2 separate regions of the Gossypium hirsutum genome follow, and region 2 is linked to region 1. The links are chromatin contacts, called in public Hi-C maps. All regions are on one chromosome and are shown on one strand. Each heading gives the region's core, a stretch centred on a gene start, on an enhancer-like site or on the middle of the called end of the contact. The rest is flanking DNA. Distances are from core to core; before and after follow the strand shown. Region 1 has its middle 13 kb from the start of LOC121218500. Region 2 holds the start of LOC121218502 (glycine dehydrogenase (decarboxylating), mitochondrial).

The links. Hi-C and Micro-C count contacts between places; a contact is called where the count stands out from the background.
Region 2: a Hi-C map of leaf shows a contact between it and region 1, with 2.4 times the contacts expected there. The contact joins the promoter of LOC121218502 here to the enhancer-like site in region 1. A contact is called at or near these places in 13 of 34 Hi-C or Micro-C datasets (callus, hypocotyl, leaf and 1 more).

The regions. Positions count from the first base shown.
Region 1 is chrD06:19,248,245-19,252,840 of Gossypium_hirsutum_v2.1, forward strand. No RefSeq gene overlaps it. Among protein-coding and RNA genes, the nearest start is that of LOC121218500, 13 kb to the right of the region's middle. Within about 2 kb of position 1,782, at least 9 of the 9 cell types and tissues checked have an H3K27ac peak or open chromatin away from gene starts, as enhancers often do. A contact at or near this core is called in hypocotyl and leaf, where this site is marked.
Region 2 is chrD06:19,291,536-19,295,838 of Gossypium_hirsutum_v2.1, forward strand. It overlaps LOC121218502 (glycine dehydrogenase (decarboxylating), mitochondrial), which reads left to right and starts at 1,508. Exons shown (of 15, transcript XM_041095747.1): 1 at 1,508-3,345; 2 at 3,453-3,698; 3 at 3,782-3,859; 4 at 3,942-4,042; 5 at 4,128-4,303. The coding sequence starts at 2,107.

The sequences.
Region 1 (4,596 bases), core at 532-3,031:
TAAGCTCAAGCTAATTAAATAAAAATATTTTAAAATGATTTATTAATCTATACGTATTTGGAAAAAGATAACCGCATCATATTCAAATTGGTGTGTACCACTAGAGATGGTAGCTAAAACAATGAACGTATACTAATTTAAATTTTGATCTAAACGTAGGGTATAATTAATTATATTATAAAAATGGAAATAAACACTATGTTCATACTGTAATTTTGTAACATTTGACATTAAATTAAGATGACACATGTTCATATATACCTTTCTTTACAATTTAATCTCTCTTCTTGAAATCAATTTACTTACTTTTTTTTAAATTATGATGTTAGTCCTTATTAAATTTTAATTGTTACATTTAATTTTGAAATAACCGCTTATTAATAATGATGAATTTGAATAAAATTTTTAAAATAATTATTAAATTGAACTCTGTCCAATTATATTTTGAATAAATCATGTCGTTAATAAAAAAAGCTTTAAAAAATTTAGTTTATAGTTCTTTTAAGGCTGGTTTAAACATTTTTAAATGAATATAATTAATGTGGGACAAAATATCAAAATAAACACGTATCTTCTTTTACTTTTTCCATATTGGTTTTTATATTAATTAATTAAATTATTTAAAAATTTACAATAGTTACGATAATTTTTAACATGAATATATACATATTTAGTATATATTACTATTAATAATTACGGAATTACATTAAAAATCTTGAAATAAATATACACTTAAAAATTTGTTTTGTTAATTTAGTATCATATATAAAAATATATTTACCATCATTATAATATCATAAATGATGAATAAAGAAACATTCGATTTTAATTTTTATTTGTTAAAACTTACCAATTTTAAAAATTAATTTAAATTAACAAATAAATATATTTTAAAAGATATATACAACAAGTCCGTGCATCGCATCAAATAAAAAATTAGTAATGTATTTTATTAGGTTCTAGCTAAATAAGGAATAAGTATCTATGCTCACATTACAATTTTTAGACATGTCACACTTTCCATTTCAAGCACTTATTTCCATATTGGGTAAATGACCTTTTAATCTTTTAAGTTGTTTCATGCATTTTCGTTTAAATTTATTTTATATAGATTTTTATATATTAAATATAAAGTCTTACTTTCAAATTTTGCTTAGCTTTTAAGACTGGTAAATATTAAATTGTTAAGTTTAAATATAGTTAGAAAAAGGCACATATTAAAATAAAATTTATTTATTTTTCAAATATAATAAGAGTTAATTATATTCATTGAGGAAAAATAAATATAAAAATCGAGTATTAACAATTATAACATTAAAACAAATTAATTTAACAATATATAACACATAATCTATAAAAATATATTAATAATATGAGTGAGTATTTGATACACTCGCAGTATATTATTTTATTCCACAAGCGGCCTCACCCTTATATGACACTTCCAAATAATTTCTCTAATAACATTATTTAAACTATAATTAAGTAGTATTAATACTCAAACCATGATGGATTTTAGTATTATTCTAATATTAAATATCATTAATAGAATTTAAATACATTAATTTCTTCGATTTTTAAATAATTTTAAACAAAAATTAATATGCATCGTAAATGTAAGGTTTTATATATTTTTAAAATTGTATATTAAATTAACATAAATTACCAAAAGCAAAATTCTGACCACAAAAATGTAATGTTAACCTTCCAAACAAGGCCTTACCAACTCTATTGGTATACTGAACCAAAAGAAACCTTCTATTGCTATAATGTTGACAAATCATTGGGGCCCACTTTTTAGTCACCTCTTTCACTCTTTGCTCGCCGCGTCATCTCTCTTACACTTGCATCCTACGTGACATCTTCTCTTTATATTACGCGTTTCTCTCAAAAAGAAAAAGAAAACACGATGACGATAAGAGTGGGAGGGGGAGGGGGAGAAGGAGAAGAATCGAAGTCCCCGGAGGCTGAACTTTCCGGCGAATTTTCCGGGAATTTGAGCGTCTTGCTGGCGGAATCCGACGACGAAAGCGAGTTTTCCAACGAGGGTTCGGTCGAAAAAGAGAAACTGGAGGAGATAATGCAAGAGCTATACAAAGAGATAACAGTGACAAGCTCTTCTTACAACGCTTCGCCCACAGTAACTTCGTCTCTTCCGTTCTTTGGCGAGAGCTGCGGGGCTTCGATGTCTGACTCGTCGTCCAGTGTGATGGCTGGCATTGAGTTGGTGGCACCCACGAAGGAGTTATTGGTTATTGGGATGGGGTTTAACGATAACAAAAGTGTAATGGTAGATGAAGTAAAGGAAATGGACGTCTGTGATGATGATCAATGGCTGGCACGAGCTCTAGGCTGGGTGTCAATGGAACTTGAGGAGTCCCATCAGTGGAATTTGGCGTTCAGTGAGACCCCTTGGACTGTAGGGATGTGGTGTCCTTGGGAAGGGTGACTTGCATTAATTTAACCCTTTTTATTTGATTTTCACATGAGATACAACTCATACAACTAGTTTATCTTTAGGGTTTAGATATCTAAATCTGTCCTTAATTTTCATGTATCTCCTTTAAATTATGTAAGGGTTGGTTAGAGATGAGTATGGAGGGGGTGAGGTGGGAATTGTTCCCTTCACTTTTTATGTCATGCTTGCATAGCTGTTTAAAACACATATTGGTTATATCCATAACAACTTCACATTTTTCTTCACCCTTCTTTTACTAATGCTATTTTGATTTAATATTGTTAAATTATACTTTAGTATGTGCATAATATAAAAATAAAATATATTCATAATCTTTTGAGTTATAATTTTGTTTAATCTCTTTGAGAATGCTCCCAAGTTCTTGTAAGACCAAGATGAACTAGAGAACGACGAAGCTTGTCCTCTGGTTAATCCCAGAGAAAAGCAAGTGAACAAATCTAATAAAGGTGAATGAGAAAAGAGAGCCCTTTTTGAGGGGAAATTGCCGTCGATAAGATAAAGGTGGATTGGTATGCAACTACCTCCATTTACATTGCCGAATTTGTAGAGTTTTTGGTGCCCCAGGTCCATGGTGGTCCCTTAGGTTAAGGACCATGACCAAGTTTCCACTACCTCTTCGGTTCAGTGGTTTAGGGTTCCTACAGCTCCACTTTCCCCTTGTAATCATTATGGTGCTCGAATGCAGACGACCTTATGTAACTTCTGGATACCAAAGGGCTTCTAGGCCCTGTTTGAGCTGTTTCTCCCTTATCTTTTTATTTGGATTGTGTTGGTCTTGGGCTATGCCTTGAACTGGGTTCTTATGTGTCGTGGCTTAACTATGCCTTGCACTGGGCTTTACTGTAACTCTTTCGTGGGTTCAGGAGACATTCGGATAAAGGGATTCATAGTACATTAATAGCTGAAGCCCACGACGAGGTGTTGCTCCCTCACCTGTTTCTACTTGGGACATTTGCCTAGTTGTCTACGGCCTCGAGCCTTTTCTGGGAATTGAGACCTCTCTTATCCATTGTATCACCGTGTTTTGACTCTATGAATCCATTTCGATAAAAAAATATTGGTTTAATACGTAATTTGGTTTCAGAGTTTAATATTTTTTTTATTATAGTATTTGTGTTATTATTTCATCGATACTTATTTTTTATAAAAGTTATACATTTTAGTACTTGAAAGTATCAACGTTAATTTTTAGTGTTTAATTTAGGTTTTAAAGTTGATTTGATGAAAATTCATAATTAGCTAATAATATAACAATTAACTTTCATAAAATCAATCTTAAAATTTGAATTAAATTACATCGTATTTGACAAATCAAACACAAAATTAAAAAAATCACAATTAACATTTAATTTATTCTATTAACAAAATCATAAAAAAAAATCAAACCTAATAATATTAGCAATTAATTTTCATCAACTCAACTCTAAAACTCGAATTAAACACTAAAAAGTTAACATTGTTACTTTTGGGTACCAAAATTGTAACTTTTGTCAAATACAAGTACTAGATTGGACCAAAAAAATAATACAAGTACCACATTATAAAAAAAAGTGTCAAATTCAAGTACCAAAATCATATATTAAGCAAAAAAAAAATCAATGATTTATATTAGTAAAAAATCATGTAAAAACTATATTTATATAAAATTTAAATCAACCTTTAGTTGAAATGGTAAAGTTAAAAATATTAATACTATAATGTCATTGGTTCAAATCTCACTAAATGTGGGTTTTTGATTTTATATAAAAATATACTAAAAAATAACATTATAACAATATAATTTATTTTGTAAAAATAAGGACTTTTAGTTATTTCCTATCTGAATTGATGTTTGATTAACTCATAACATTAACTTAATTAAAATTTTAAATAATAATAAGAAACAAAACTTATTGTACCATTAAATTAATTGTATTGCTAATTAAATTGGCCCTAAAGATATTATTATTTGATAATTGAAATTGTATTTGTTAGTGTAGATCAAGTAATAAAGTGATATAAAGAGATCAGATCAAATTTTAAGTTGTCAAGTACCAAAAATTTTCTATCTAATCCATATCAACAAAGTAAATTTTAGTTACTATTAAAATTAAACTAAGCATATTATAAAAATTTTG
Region 2 (4,303 bases), core at 258-2,757, 43 kb after region 1:
GTGAGTCCTACTTAAATTAATTATTATGGTTTTACTTTGCATGTATATCTTTTCAATCTAAATTATGGGCTCAAGTTTCATCATGTGTGGCTTTTGTCTAAATTTAATATGACATAGGGCTAAATTTTAAATATATTCTAGCTTCTAATTGTTGTTAAATTGATTTAATTTTTTAATCATAAATTGTAATTGTACTTTAAAAGAAAAAATATGTTATTAGTCTATTTTTTAGATTTAAAATTTTAAGCTCAATTTTTAACTCTGATAAATTTTTTTATCAAATTCAAGTTAAATACAATGTTATTTTTTATTTATATGGTTACCAATTTTTTTTTACTTAAATACGTTACACTAGAAAATTTAATAGAAAATATTAATAATGTTAACAATTGAACTTAAATCTTGAAATATAAAAAGTAGAATGACTAAATTCCTAGAAAAGAAGTATAAAGATTAAGTTGTAAATTTATAAATAGTACAAGGACTTGTAGCATATTTTAACCAAAGATAAAAATCTCATAGTAATATTTTTTATTTTGTAAAAAGAATTACTTTTTGGAATAATATTTAGTGCATAAGACTCATGCACTATCGCATCATCATTAAGTTAAACAAAAAATATGAAGGACTTGTAAATAAATAAATAAATAATTATTTAAACATAATTAAATATTTATCATAACTATTATAAATAAATATTAATAACTCTTGAATTTATGATATTTGGTTGAAAAGTTTAGGGCCTTGGGCTCAGGTTTAGAGTTTTTAGCATTTATTTATAATTAATTATGTTTAAATATAATATTTATTTATAAATCATTCATTATTTTTATTTTATTTAATAATGAGATATCATATTATTATTTACTGACAGTGGCCGTACAATAAACATCCTCCATTAATTTTGATCAATTATTAACTCAATTAATTTATAGTTGATTAGTGACACAACTCAATTAGAGATTTAAATATAGTATAGATAGATGGGCATGGTTTAATCACGTATAAGTATTTCTTTTAAATATAATTATAATAAAAAATAATACCAATGTTACATCTATTTGATATTTAAAAAAAAGAATCAAAGTAGATATTCTTAAAGCAAAGCAATGATTAAAAAATTCAATCCAAGAGTCGAAATTGAACGGACTAAAACCGGATGTATGGCAAAGAGGGTTGGCATCAGTTGATTTGGATGACACGTACAGTACTACTTGCAATTGCAAGGATGATTTTTGAGATTCAAAGTTTGTTGGTCAAATTCTAAGCAAAGATTCATTTGATAAATCATTTTAACACATACTAATCATATATAAATAAAGAATGTAACTTGTTACTCTTAAAATAGTGACAATGCACAATAAAGATTGTACAATTATTGAGTGAGTATCTCAATAATTATGTAATGGACGAATTTTAATAGAATTCAACTAGTATTTTTATTTTTAAATTTGAAAGATTAAATTTTTAATTATAGTAAAGATAGATGGCAGTGAGAGGTTGAGGGTGAGGGATAATCAAGATAATGAGATTGTGAAACAGATATTGCCAACACACAATCTTCAATCTTCAATCTTCAATCTTCATCCAAAGAACCAGAAAGGGAGAAAAGAATAAGATTGAAATTTTATTTTCCTGAGATTTGTTTGATTAAAGAGATGGTGCCATGAATTGGTATCCATTGAATTTCAATCCTTTTTCTTGCAATTACTTCCATTCATTTTCTTTTGGAGGTTTGTGATTTCTTTTTTATGTTAATTTTGGAATCTGACATGTTATGTCCTCAAAAAAATATGTCTTTTTTCTCCATAGTTGCAGCGTCACCCATCATCCACCAAAATTCTTTAATTTTCCCATAAAAATAATTATTTTTTTCATGATTTTCATTTACATTTGATTATTTATGCACAACCATATATAAATATAGACAAAAGTATACACACAGTTCTACCACCAACCCACTTTCCCTTCTCTCACTCATGAAATAAAAATTAAACCTTTAAGCCTTTTTGTTTCATTGCCTCACCAACCCAAAGTTTCTTTTTCTTCTCCATTGCATTTTCATTACCAAAACCTTAAGAAAAAAACAAAGAAGCAACTTCTTTGATGGAGAGGGCAAGGAGGTTGGCTAGCAGGGCAATCCTTAAACGCTTGGTTAATGAAACCAAGCAATCAAGCAATGGGCAAATGAGCTGTAGATCACCTGTTTTATACACTCCTTCAAGGTATGTATCTTCACTGTCACCATTTGGTTCCAAGTATTATAGCAGATCAGATTTGTTAGGAGGTAGAAATGTACCAAACAGTTTTGGGTCACAACAAGTTCGATCCATCTCTGTTGAGGCATTGAAATCGAGTGATACTTTTCCCCGCCGCCATAACTCTGCAACCCCTGAGGAGCAGGCCAAAATGGCTGAATCTTGTGGGTTTGATAGTCTTGATTCCCTTATTGATGCAACTGTGCCTAAAGCTATACGTATTGATTCCATGAAGTTTTCAAAGTTTGATGAAGGGTTAACTGAGAGCCAAATGATTGAACACATGAAAATGTTGGAATCTAAGAACAAGATTTTCAAGTCATTCATTGGGATGGGTTATTATAACACTCATGTTCCCCCTGTGATTTTGAGGAACATAATGGAGAATCCAGCTTGGTACACTCAATACACACCTTACCAAGCTGAGATATCTCAAGGCAGGCTTGAGTCTTTGCTTAACTTCCAAACCATGATTACTGATCTCACTGGTTTGCCTATGTCAAATGCTTCATTGCTTGATGAGGGAACTGCTGCTGCTGAGGCTATGGCCATGTGTAACAATATTCTGAAAGGGAAAAAGAAGACTTTCATCATTGCTAATAATTGTCACCCTCAGACAATTGATATTTGTAAGACTAGAGCTGATGGTTTTGATCTTAAAGTGGTTACTGCAGATCTTAAGGATATTGATTACAGCTCTGGTGATGTTTGTGGGGTTTTGGTTCAGTATCCAGGGACCGAGGGTGAGGTTTTGGACTACGGGGAGTTTATTAAGAATGCTCATGCTCATGGTGTTAAGGTTGTCATGGCAACTGATTTATTGGCATTGACAGTGTTGAAGCCCCCAGGTGAACTTGGGGCAGACATTGTTGTTGGCTCGGCACAAAGGTTCGGGGTGCCGATGGGGTACGGTGGCCCTCATGCTGCGTTTTTGGCTACTTCTCAAGAGTATAAGAGGATGATGCCTGGACGAATTATCGGTGTTAGTGTTGATTCTTCCGGGAAGCCTGCTTTGCGTATGGCAATGCAAACCCGGGAGCAACATATTCGCAGGGACAAAGCTACCAGTAACATATGCACAGCTCAAGTAAGAGATTCGTCCTTATGTGTGATTATTGTTCATAATACATATTTCTCTTTGTATTTGGATGAATTGTCTTTGCTTTGTTTGACTTGATATATTGTTTTATCTAGGCATTACTAGCAAACATGGCTGCCATGTATGCTGTTTATCATGGACCTGAGGGCTTAAAGGCCATTGCACAACGTGTTCATGGTCTTGCTGGGGTATTTGCTTTGGGACTGAAGAAACTTGGCACCGTGGAAGTCCAGGGCCTTCCCTTCTTTGATACTGTGAAGGTTACATGTGCTGATGCCCATTCAATTGCTGATGCTGCTCGCAGGAGTGAGATAAACCTTCGGGTTCTTGATGCCAAAACAGTGAGTCTGATTGCACCTACCCGTTTGTTCGGTCAACACAATATTATATATCATGAGATAACCGGTACTTGGCTGATTTGCAGATTACTGTTTCGTTTGATGAAACAACTACTTTGGAAGATGTGGACAAGCTTTTCAAAGTATTTTCTGGTGGCAAACCAGTGAGTGCTAATAACCTCCTCCATTATAACAATGTTCACACTTGTATGTTTTTTGCCTTCTTAACCTTTATCTAACTTTCAGGTCTCATTCACTGCTGCATCTCTTGCATCCGAGGTTGAGACTGCAATTCCTTCTGGACTAGAACGACAGAGCCCATATCTTACACACTCGATATTTAACATGTATGTCACTTCCATAAAAAGGATGAGCTACTTGTAGCATATAAATCATATTTGTTACCCTCACTTTCATCTGTTTTCTTTTCAGGTATCACACAGAACACGAGTTGCTTCGATACATCCACAGGTTACAGTCAAAGGATCTCTCCTTGTGTCATAGTATGATTCCATTGGGATCTTGTACGATGAAACTAAATGCAACGGCTGAAATGATGCCTGTTACATGGCCTGGTTTCACGGACATTCACCCTTTTGCCCCTCAAG